Regions from separate parts of the Mus musculus genome. Here region 2 is linked to region 1. The links are chromatin contacts, called in public HiChIP or PLAC-seq maps. All regions are on one chromosome and are shown on one strand. The core of a region is the stretch at or near the end of the contact, and the rest is flanking DNA. Distances in the headings are between cores, read along the strand shown. Region 1 overlaps Dennd5a (DENN/MADD domain containing 5A). Region 2 holds the start of Ipo7 (importin 7).

Region 1 (6,034 bases), core at 1,268-3,767:
CTGTGTAGAAGAATGTGTTTTATGTTGGTTGACTGATCTAGCTTGGTTGGCTTTGCTGCTTGGTTATGAGTGTGTGGTGCACTTAGTCAAGGGCATCAACTCAGTTACTTTCCATAAGGACAATTTTTGTACTGGACTCAGCTGACCATCCTGCTCACAAGTACACTGTAGTCCCAGGGAAGTGAGAAAGTGGGGTTACCAGCCTTGTTATCATAGAAAATGAACAGTGATTCTTAATTGACATCATCAGATGCCATCCATCCTCATGTTGAGGTCAGGAAAGGACAGTGCAGCAAATTTAAACTAGCTGAGTTCACACAGAAGAATTAGAAACATGTTCTTGTCTCTAAAATCCCCTGTCACACACATTTGTACTGAAATGCCAGCTTAGTGATGGGGCTCTGGCTTCCAAAGCTGTGTGTGACACAACCCTGCTCTCTCTTTCTCTCTTTGGGGGTGGGGTGGGATGGACAGCTAGGTATAGTATTCTGAGGAGTTACACATATTAATCATAACTGTAGGCAGTGGTGATAATGAAGCTGACCAAGACAACTGACAGAAAAAGGCACTTATTTGGGGCTTACAGTTGCAGAAGATTAGAGTTCATGATGATGTATTTGAGGTAGCAGCCAAGAGCTCACACACAAGAAGGGAGAGCCAACTAAGCCGGGCGGTGGTGGTGCACGCCTTTAATCCCAGCACTTGGGAGGCAGAGTCAGGCAGATTTCTGAGTTCGAGGCCAGCCTGGTCTACAGAGTGAGTTCCAGGACAGCCAAGGTTATACAGAGAAACCCTGTCTCAAAAAACAAAAACAAAAACAAAGAGAGAGAGAGCTCACTAGAAATGATGTGAGGCTTTTGAATCCTCAGAGCTGCCCCCAGCAACATACTTCCTCCATCAAGGCCATGACCCCTAATTCTCTCCAAATGGTCACCATCATCTGGGGACCTAGTATTCAAATGTCTGAAGCTCACGGGGGACTCTCACTCAAATGACCACAGATGCGTCTTTAATGTAGAGTATCTTGTAGGCAGTAATTGTCCAGAAAACCTAAAAGTTGGGCTGGGATGTGTTACTCGAAGAGCACTTGCTTAGCATGCACAAAACCCTAGCTGAGTCCCCAGCACATGGATGTGAACAACCACCACAAAGTTAGTATTTATTGATTTTCACTCCTCATTTAGCTATTATTTATAGAAATTTGAAGATCTTGTAATCACTGTTTGAGGCACACAAGTCATGTCAGTGAGTGAAATTCTCTTTATGGAGCTCTTTTAAGTGGAGAGAGATATATTAAAAATTTAACATAGCTTGGCCTGGTGGTGCACACCTTTTATCCAGCAGAGGCAGGCAGATCGAGGCTAGTCTGGTCTACAGAGTCTACAGAGAGAGAGTTCCAGGACAACCTGGGCTACACAGAGAATCTGTCTCAAAACCAAATAAATAAATAAATAAATAATAAACTAAATATAAGGTCAAGGCAAGAAGATTGAGAGCTCCAGGCTAGCCTGGGTTTCATAGTAAATTCTAGTCTGGGCTACATCTAAGAGTTTGTTTAAAAGAGAAAGAAAAGGAAAGAAAAAAGAACACTCTAAATAAGTAGCATGTAGTGTGTAAGGGGTGGAAAGGGTTGACAGGATCAGGAGTGTTAGGCCAGGGTGGATGTGGATATTCAATACTTTACTTTGAGAAAGAGGGCCATGTAACCCAGGCTGGCACACATTCTTGACCATTTCATGCCTTATTCTCTAAAATGCTGCATCCCCACCACAGCACACACAGACACAGACACACACATACATACACACACACATACACACACACACACACACAAACACACATACACACACACACACACATACATACACACAGTTTCTTTGTAGACTGGGCTAGCCTTGAACTCACAAAGACTCACCTGCTTTTGCATCCCAAGCGCTGGGAGTAAAGGTGTGCACCAACCCTGCCTGGCTGTGTTATGTTCTTCAACAGAACTGTTCAAAGGGTGAGTGAGGCTAGAGTGAGGCTAGTGAGTGAAATTATCAATATGATGGTGGGTGTTGTAGACCAGTGTTTTTCATTGCGTGTGTGCTCTGGACCAATTACAACAGCTCCCAGAATTTACTACAAAAATAAAATTCAATCCAGTGACCTGTTGGATTATATTTACCACCCGCCACCCACCTCCAATCTTTTTTTTTCCCATCTAGGTAAGGTCACATGTTTTTCAGGCTGTTATTGAACTGGAGACATCACTGTGTTAACCTCCTGAATTCCTAGGATTTCAGATGTATGCCAGAGAACCTGGCCGGGCTACATATTTTGCCTTTAGAAACAGAAAATTTGGGAGTGGGGCTTAGAAACCTATATTTTATCAAACTAACCAATCCCTGATGTATATACTATACTAATTATGAGAGCGTGTCCCATTCCCTTTTCAGTGATCGGGATTGACCCCAGGACATTGTGCATGCTGAGTAAGCACTCTGCCACAGTTTTGGCAACAGTCGGGAATGAAAGCTCCATATTTACTTAGCCACTTGTTCTTCAGGGAGGCTGGGACTGAGGAAGGAACGGCAGTGTTGGGCTTTGGGGCTGGTTACTCCTGCTTCACTTGCAGTTCTGAGGCTGAGAATGGCAAACTAGTCAGAACTAGTTTGTAGGATTGCGGGAGGGAGAAAGTAAATCCAATGCACATGGAATTATAGGGGCAAGTGAGGCTGTGCTAAGGGAGTGCTATAGAAGCCTTACCTTTTTTCCTTTATTATTGAAATTAGTGAGTCATTCAGCACCATCTCACTTCCTGCCATCCTCCTTTCAGCCTCTTCTGTGAATCTTAGCTCATCAGATTCTCTGTCAACACCAGAGCTGGAGAGAGAATGCAAGGTGCACTGTGAAACAAACCAGAAAAGAAGCAGACAGGAGGATCTGTGTGCTAGAGATCAGCCTGTGTACGCAGCAGCTCCAGGACTGTCAGAGCTATACAGTGAGACCTGCCTTGGGGTAGGGGTAGGGGAAGTCATCATTATGTAAAATAACATTTATGTATTTTAAAAAAATAAAATATTGAGGACTTGGCCTGGGCATGTAGCCATCTTGGTAGAGTTTTTGCATAAAGCCCCGGGTCTTATCCCTAGCACACTGCTCTAACTTCTGTGCTGGCACACACTGGCACTGAAAAGGCAGAGGCAGGAGGATCAGAAGTTTAAGGGTCATTCTCAGCTACATAGCAAGTTTAAGGCTAGCCTGGTCTAAAAGAAAAAAGCAGACAATCAAATCCAAAAACAAAAAAAGATTCAAGTAGGTTTTAAAGCACACACTTCTCATGGGAACTTTGTAATTACAGAACTGAGAAGTAAATCTATTCCTTTATCCAGAATCAAGCTCTGGAAGCATTCTGATGTAATTACGGTTTCTTTGGTATTTGTACTTTGTTTTTTGTTTTTGAGTCCTTTGTACACTATATGATTCTATATAGTCTTGTAACTCACTATGTAGACCAGGCTGGCCTTGTACTCACAGAGATCCATTAAAGTTGCACACCACCACACCTGACAAATTTGAAGGTTTTATCTCAGAAAAAAGTAAACACCAACACTGAGTGTATAACTTGATATATGTTACATGCACATACATGTGTGCATGTGGTCACAGCCCAGCTAGATGGTGTCAGGTTTTGTTATATGTGTGTGCATGCATATTAATTAAGTTTTATGGGTGATTTGCCTGTATGTTTGCCTGAGAGTGTCTGATTCTCTGGAATCGGAGTTATAGACAGTTGTGAGTCACCATGTATGTGCTGGAAATTGAAGCCCAGCCCCCTAGAAGAGCATTCAGTGCTGTTAACTGTTGAGCTATCTCTCCAGCTCTCTCACTAGCAGTTTTGACATAAACATAACTGTTTCTCTCTGCTTGTGTTGGCTAGTTTTATGTTAAGTCGACATAAGCTAGAGTCATTGGAGAGGAGGAAGCCTAAGTTGAGAAAATACCTCCATAAGATCAGGCTGTAGGCAAGCCTGTAGGGCATTTCTTAATTAATGATTGATGTGGAAGGGTCCAGCCCATTGTGAGTGGGGCTGCCCTTCAGCTGATGGTTCTGAGTTCTGTAAGAAAGCAGGCTGACAGTCCATAGGGGAGCAAGTCAGTAAGCAGCATCCTTCCATGGCCTCTACGTCAGCTCCTGCTTCTAGGTTTTGAGTTTCTGTCCTGTGATGTGGAGCTGTAAGCTCAGTAAACACTTTCCTCCCCAACTTGGTGTTTGTCCCAGGATTAGTAGCCCTAACTAGGACAATGCCTCTAATGTGTTATTGCTTTTTAAAGAACATTTCCAGTTGTCTGAATTTAATCATTAGTGAAGCTGAGCCTTCCCCCCTGTATTCCTTACAGTTTTTTTACATTTCTTTGTTTTGTGTACTTTGTTCACATTTTTATTATGGTTTTGATTTTTTTTTTTTTTTGGTTTTTTGAGACAGGGTTTCTCTGTGTAGCCCTGGCTGTCCTGGAACTCACTTTGTAGACCAGGCTGGCCTCGAACTCAGAAATCTGCCTGCTTCTGCCTCCCAAGTGCTGGGATTAAAGGTGTGCACCACCACGCCCAGCTGTAAATTTGATCTAAGTTGGAATAACATAGTGAGATTCTTATATTTTTATTGCGTTATCAGTATATATTTGTTATAATTTCTTCTTTTAAGGGGTGCCTTGGGAAACCCCATTTGGGATGCAGTTGAAGGGTCACTAAAGCTCTCCCTTACTTAGAAGGCAAGTCAATTTGTTGTGGGAGTGGGAAGGTAAAGGAGTGTGGTTGGGAATGGATATTAGTTTCCTGTGGGCTGCCACATCAAATGACCACAAGTGTCCAGGTTTAAAACAACAGTCATTCAGGTCCCCTTCCCCCTAGAGGCTGCAAGTTCATGATTCAGGTATCAGTGGGCACAGACGCTCAGAGAATGATTCCTGGCTTCTGCTTCTGCTTCTGGTGTCTTTGGCCATTCTTGGCCTCTGACTACACCCCTCCCATCTCTTGTCTTCTTGTCCCTCTTTAGTGTGTCTTCTCCTCTATTTGTCTTGTCTATAGGGATTCATATTGCCTGTTGAGTCTACCAGCTAATCTGTGTTGATCTCATCTCTAGATCATGATTATCTCTGTGTGATCCTTTCCTGAATACGATAGCATTCACAGGTGCTAGGCAGTCAGGATGTGGACACACCGCTTCAGAGTGCCAAAGGCAGAGCTTGAATGTGTCAGTTGTGAACAAGAAATAGGAGTAAAGAAGAGTCAGGAAGAATGGTCAGGGAAAAAGATGTGGGCTACCTGTGCTTTACTGTTACTGTACTTGGTACTAAGAGATTTGGGAATAGATAAAAATGATGTAAGGCATGTGGTGGCATTGGCATATGCCTTTAATCCTGGGAGGCAGGGGTTCTGAGTTTGAAATCAGCCTGGTCTACAGAGTGAGTTCCAGGACAGCCAGCACTATACAGAGAAACCCTGTCTCGAAAAACCCAAACCCAAACCAAACTCCCCCAAACCAACAAACCTTGATTTTGGTATGATTTTGGCACAAGCAATATAACTCAGGTAAAAGTCAAATGTCTATGGGTTAGATCATCATGTATTTCCTTAGCAACCTCAGTGATTTAGGAAAAAAGTCAGGTACTGTTTTTATGGTTGGTAGCTATCATCACAATCATTGCTAAACCTAGATTTATGCTCTGCCTTTTAAAGCAAGCAGGATTTGGAACCTATGCAGGAGAAGCAAGAACAGGTAGAATTTCTGAACCTCATTTTACAGACTAGAAATCGTGACTAGGAACTCTCTGAGAAACATTTTCAGGTTCTTGTAATTGGCTTGTACAAATGAGACTTGAATTTGGGGTTTCTTAGCTCTTTAAAATTATTATTTATTAAAATGTAAATGACTTACTCTTTTTTAAAGATTTATTTATTTACTTTATATATATGAGTACACTGTAGCTGTGCAGATGGTTGTGAACCTTCATGTGGTTGTTGGGAATTGAAATTTAGGATCTCTGCTTG
Region 2 (6,166 bases), core at 2,385-4,884, 73 kb before region 1:
TTCCAGGACAGCCAGGGCTATGCAGAGAAACCCTGTCTCGAAAAGATAAAAAAAAAAAAAAGGTACAAGGGGTCTAATGATGCAACTCAGTAGTACACAGGCTAATCTAATATGTAAATATCCCATCTCACATAAGAAACTTGACCACTGTTGCTATGCAGAGCAAGATATATTGTTGCACAGAGAATACAGTACAGAATTTTAAAATCTTTGTATTTATGTATGCATTTTCATATTTGTAGACATCAGCATATATTGACAAGGAGCTAGATTAGGTTCTCTATCACATAGGCCATTTGAAAATACTATCTAGGTTGGGCATAGTGGTGTGTCTGAAGTAAACTTAGATGACAAAGGACCATGTTTCAAAAAGAAACAAAAACAAACAAACAAAACACAGGTCCCAAACAGTTGTTAGTTCCTTAGTCTAATGTTTTTAATTTTAGTTATGTGATTATACGTGTGTGTGTGTGTGTGTGTGTGTGTGTGTGTAAAATGAGAGCTTTATAAAACAAGGGACGGAGATAGGAATGTAGTCAGAAAATGGAAACTACTCTACAATATAAGGAGACATTTGAAAAGATAGTTGAAGGAGTTGGTCAGGGAGATACCTTTATGAAGGGTTCCAGACCATCCAGATAAGATGAGCACACAAGCTCAGTACTCAAGAGTATGATTATATTTTCAAACTGAAAACTTTGCAAAGCTGGGCCTGGTGACACAGGCCTTTAATCCCAGGCAGGAGTGTACATTTCTGTGTTCAAGGACAGCCAAGTTGACAGAGCAAATTCTAGGCTATCCAGGAACTAAGACTCAAACACCCTCCCTCAAAAAATTAATTAAAATAAAACTGCTGAAAATATCTCCAGTTTTTAGCCATTGATTACCTCACTTAGTTAAGGGAATCATTCAAAAATGTCAAAGATCTTTTAACATGATGAGCAATGTTTAATGTCTAAGGAGTACAAAACAGCTTTAATGAATGAAAGAAAGTGTGCACCTTACCACACTGAGGTTAAATAAAAGCCTCTCAAAGATGTTCTTTTCTCATTCTTCAAGACTTATCTGGATTGTTTCCTAAGTCAGAGTAAACATTCTAAAAGTTACCTTAGGACAATTACCTAACAATCTAAATGTAGTAACTGAAAAACATACAAGAGCTAAAAATTACAGAAATGTCAGCCAAATTATACATTTTCTTTGGCAGAAAAGATTATCAGTATTCACTGTTCCATTGTACTCTAGAATAGCAGATCAATGGCTGAGTCAAGACTTTGATTAATATTTTGATTATTCCATTATCTTTTAAAACATAAGTAGTTAATATTTTCTCTGTCTATATATTATACTGGTGCTCATAATTAGACATGCAAAACTGGATGTGCTGGTACATGGGCTAGGAAAGCTGAGACAGAAAGATTACCCAGGAATCTGAGGCCAGCTTGGGTTAAGGGGTAAAACCCTGTCCAAAAAACAAAACTAAGCAAAAAAACTAGGAATGCAGTAACTGTTCACAGAATTTCACATTTGAAGTAAACATTTACCCAATCTTTATGTAAAAGAAATCAATTCTTTTAAAAAACAAATTTAAGAGCCCTGTGTATTCATGACAGAAATACCTAGGACAAAACTTTCAGGTTTTCTAGTATCTGGAAAGGAAACAGTCTCACTCTGCAGCCCAGGCTGGCCTGAAACTCCTGAGCAATCTATCTTCCTGCCTCGCCTCAGCATTCATTGTGCTGGGATTATAGGTGTAACCACATGATACTTGTTTTTATTACATGTATTAATATTCCATAAGCAGAATAATATTCATTGTACAGAAAATCCATCTAAAACAGAACAATTGATCCATTAACTTCTTGTATGATTTAATTACATTTTAAAGAGACAGTTTGTTTCACTTTACCATTTTACATCCCAAAGTAAGCTCTTGCCTAGGTGACTTTGGATCTAAAAATTTCAGTATACTATGATCCTTCAGCATGGTCTCATTTACATATAAATGACCTTTTCATTGTGAAATAATTTATTTGAACTGTGGGTGGTCTTGGATAACTGTAAATTCCTTGAAGGCAGGGTTATCTTTACTGCATGGTAAACTTGAGATGCTCAATTAATAGTCTCCCTGATGTTTCCTCTAAGTCAATGCTTTAAGATTTCTTTTCTTTTCTTTTTTGTTTTTTAAGAGACAGGGTTTCTCTGTATAGTTCTGGCTGTCCTGGAACTCACTTTGTAGAGCAGGCTGGCCTGGAACTCAGAAATACTCCTGCCTCTTCCTCCCAAGCGCCGGGATTAAAGGCGTGCACCACCACCGCTCGGCTAAGATTTCTTTAAACAAGGGTTTCTTTTTGCATTAAAAAAAAAAAAAGATACTTATATGTGTGTATAAAGCGTGCATATACAATTTAGTATTTGTGTATATGCAGTATACATATATATGTATATGAACACACACACACCAAAACACTGAGACTCAAAGAGACCTTACAGAGGCCTTTTTATAAACCTATTAAATTCTTACTAATATATAAAATAGCCAAGTTCAGAAAAAAAGAACGCTGATGAAATCAGTACAATAGAATATCAATATAACAGTTTTCCAAGGGGCACTGCCCAAAACACGTGGAAGAGAAACCAACTCTCCACTAATGTTGCATATGAAAGCTCTATAGGCTCTAGATTATCTCACTTGACCATCACAGCAACCGTACGGCCTAATTTCATGAATGAGTACAACTCAGGATCTGGAGGTGAGACTTGCCCAAGGTCACTCACTCCAGAAATCATTGAGGCTGCTATACCTAGAAGGTCGCACTTTATCTGACCCGTTCCACTACATCATCCCGCCTCCCAACTGTGGTACTAGGACAGTACCAGAGCGGGGATCGCACAGTGTAACCCACACTACCCCTGCCCTACCAGATCTGAAATCTGTCCCTAGCACCTCGCCGGCGAGAAGAAAGTTGTACCGGACAGGCAGGTCACTGATCCGCCAAGAGCACACACAAGGCTGTCAGGCGCAGCCCCCAGTGGACTAGCTAGCCTCCCCAGGAACCCCGGCCGACCGGGCGCCGGAAAGACTGGTCTGGGACACATCTCTACACCCTCCCAGTTTGTCTCGCCCCCTCCCGAGAGCAAACTGGGAGACAGCCAGAGGGCGGCGGGCCACGGGAGCCGGCCATGTGTCCAGACCGTCACGCCCGCCTAGCTCGGCCGGCTCCACACGCCCAGACCCGGGCCAGAGGCCCACTCGGAAGCCGACCGAGTGGCGGCCTGGACGCCGCGTCCCCACAGTGGAGCCTGGCACGGCGGTCAGATCTCCGCCCAACCTCTCCAAATGGGCTCGTCGGAGCTGTGCTCCGCGTCTCCAGCCAGGCCTGGAAGTCTTGGCCTGCCGGCCCACAAGCCCGCAGCAGCCGCTAGCCGGCCGTCCTTACTTCATTGAGCTGGCGCTCAGCGGCCTCGCGCAGGGCTGGGTCCATGGTGCCCCGGAGGGCCTCGATGATGGTGTTGGGATCCATCGCCGCGCGGTCGGTCAGACCCGGGACACCGGTGCTACTGAGGCAGAAATAGCGCCACTCACTGCGCACATGGACCGGCCGCGCTCCGCAGCGGCAACCGGCGCGAAAGGAAAGAGAAGCGCCAAGGCCCCGGATAGAACCTTCTCGCCTCGGCGTGGAGGCGGGAGATGCTCCGGCCACTTCCTGTCAAGTCTCCGGCGGAGCACCCTGGGAAATGTAGTCCCCAAACGCGGACACGGCCCACGTGGCTGGCTCCCACTGTAGTCAGTGAAAGGGACAACGTTCAAACGCCACAAAGAGAAAAGTAAAATAGTTACAAAATTTTATATGATATCCCTAGAGAATCTCAAGAAGTGTGTGATGCAATACGTTGTTACTAACTGTATAATTAAAAGAAATTTCTGTTTTGTTTTTGTTTTGTTTTTTGGTTTTTTGAGACAGGGTTTCTCTGTATAGCTCTGGCTGTCCTGGAACTCACTTTGTAGACCAGGCTGGCCTCGAACTCAGAAATCCGCCTGCCTCTACCTCCCAAGTGCTGGGAGAGTGCTGGGATTAAAGATATGCGCCACCACGCCCAGCTCTGTTTTGTTTTTTGAGACAGGCTTTTGACCTGAACTTGTTGCAATACCACTGCCTGAGCCTCCCAGATGGAACTTTCTCAACAATGATTTGAGATGAGTTTCTAAATGCCATAAAAACTGCTCCACTTTGATTCATTAATCTCATTTTGTAAGACTTTATCCTATATATTGAAGTTGTGCCTTATTAATGAGTGTTCAAATCTCAGCTACGTCATTATATAAATTATTTCTAAATTCAGAATAAATGCATAATGTCCATTAAAACTCCCTGTGTATGGATATTTAAACCTCTAATTCAGTAGTTCTCATCTTGTGGGTCTGTGGATCGTGACCCCTTTGTTGAATATCAGCTATCCTCTGCATATCAGATATTTACAGTATAATTCATAGCAGTAGCAAAATTGCAGTTATAAAGTAGCAATGAAAATGCTACTATCATGGTTGGGAATCATCATAATATAAGTAACTATATTGAAGGATTGCAGCAGTGAAAATATTGAGAACTACTGTCATACATCTCAAATCATTTTACCTTTAGAAATCAAATCAATTTTCAATTAGAATCTAAGGGAAGCTATATACTGAGCTTCAGGCAGGCCTGAGCTACAATGTTTGAACCTGTCTCACAAAGGAGCAACAGGGAGCTGTAGAAATGACTCAGTGGTTAGGACCTTATGTTCTTGAAGAAAGCAGGAATTCAGTTCTCTGTGTACAACATACTGTCCTTAAATTTGTAATCCTGCTCCACCCCACAAGTGCTGTACTACCATACTTGATTATAAATTCTCATGAAATAAGAATATTTTGGCCGGGCGTGGTGGCGCATGCCTTTAATCCCAGCACTTGGAAGGCAGAGGCAGGTGAATTTCTGAGTTCGAGGCTAGCCTGGTCTACAGAGTGAGTTCCAGGACAGCCAGGGCTACACAGAGAAACCCTGTCTTGAAAAACCAAAAAAAAAAAAAAAAAAAAAAAGAATATTTTGATTTTTTGCTTTAAATTCCTGCACTTAGAAGGCAGAGGTAGTCAGAATTCTGTGAGTTTAAAAACCAACCTGCTATACATATCAAGTTCTGCCTGGCTGCATACCCTGTCTCAAAAAAACAAACAAACAAAAACAAAAAGACCCTCAAAACAAAACTGTATTTACTTCTTATGGTTCTAATGTGTGCAGTGGCTGAAGTGATGTCTTCTCAATTCTCAGATTACTCATTTTGTCCCCCTTGAAACTTTCTTGCTCCATCTGGTATTTTGTTTCTGTCAATGGTGTTTATTCTTCATAGTTTTGTTTTTGTTTCCAGACAGGGTCTGGAACCAAACTCAGACTCAGGCTGGTTCAAATTCATTATGTTACATGACTTGCCTTAAACCAGTGATCCTCCTGCCTATCCCTTCTAAGCATTGAGAAGGCCAGGTAATGATTAATTCCATGTTGGATATTGTACATGTTACATGTCTGAGTGAGTTGCCTTATCTCTCTTTATGAATAAATGCATTGTCCAGATGAGCAGGTGGATTGTTTACAGTTCAGTAAAATACTTCCAGGTTTGGTTTCATGGGGTTTTTTTTGTTTTGTTTTTGATTTTTGAGGTTTTTCTTTGTTTGTTGTTTTGTTGTGTTATTAATTTTTGAAGCCGGTTTGCACATAGACCATTCTGACCCTCCACCTATCCGTACTGATGAATGACCTATTTTCTGCCTTTATCTTCAGCGTGATGGGATTACAGGTGAATACTATTATGTAGTCAGAATGAGAAATGGCCACAAGAATCAGGCATTTGAACACTTGGCCCCCAGTTGGTGGCACTGTTTGGAGATTTTTATGAGGTGCAGCCTTGATGAAGAAAGTATGTCACTGGAGACAGGGATGGGGGCCTTGGGAGTTGTTTACAGTAAATAAACCCTACCTACCTGCAGTCTTTGTACCTGCTTGGTGCTCTAGAAATTGGGGGTGTGAGCAGCTTCCTTCTAGCTGTCATGCCTCTACTCTGCTATGAACAACAGCCAAAACAAAGGCTTCCTTCCTTACGTTGCCTTCCATTACAGCAACACAAAACTAAGGAA

What was found. HiChIP or PLAC-seq counts read pairs in DNA pulled down with a chosen protein or histone mark.
Region 2: an H3K27ac HiChIP or PLAC-seq map of embryonic stem cells shows a contact between it and region 1, with 17 read pairs. The contact joins the promoter of Ipo7 here to the enhancer-like site in region 1. A contact is called at or near these places in 3 of 484 Hi-C or Micro-C datasets (CD4 T cells, the HL-1 cell line and erythroid progenitors), 9 of 115 datasets of contacts at active chromatin or transcription factors (the 230-238 cell line, CD8 T cells, bone marrow-derived macrophages and 4 more) and 3 of 9 other capture datasets (adipose tissue, liver and pancreatic islet).

What each region holds. Positions count from the first base shown.
Region 1 is chr7:109,941,299-109,947,332 of GRCm38.p6, reverse strand. The region is part of intron 1 of Dennd5a (DENN/MADD domain containing 5A); the gene reads left to right. Among named protein-coding and RNA genes, the nearest start is that of Dennd5a, 16 kb to the left of the region's middle. Within about 2 kb of position 2,517, at least 41 of the 459 cell types and tissues checked have an H3K27ac peak or open chromatin away from gene starts, as enhancers often do. A contact at or near this core is called in embryonic stem cells and liver, where this site is marked.
Region 2 is chr7:110,015,783-110,021,948 of GRCm38.p6, reverse strand. It overlaps Ipo7 (importin 7), which reads right to left and starts at 3,634. Exons shown (of 25, transcript NM_181517.5): 1 at 3,441-3,634. The coding sequence starts at 3,524.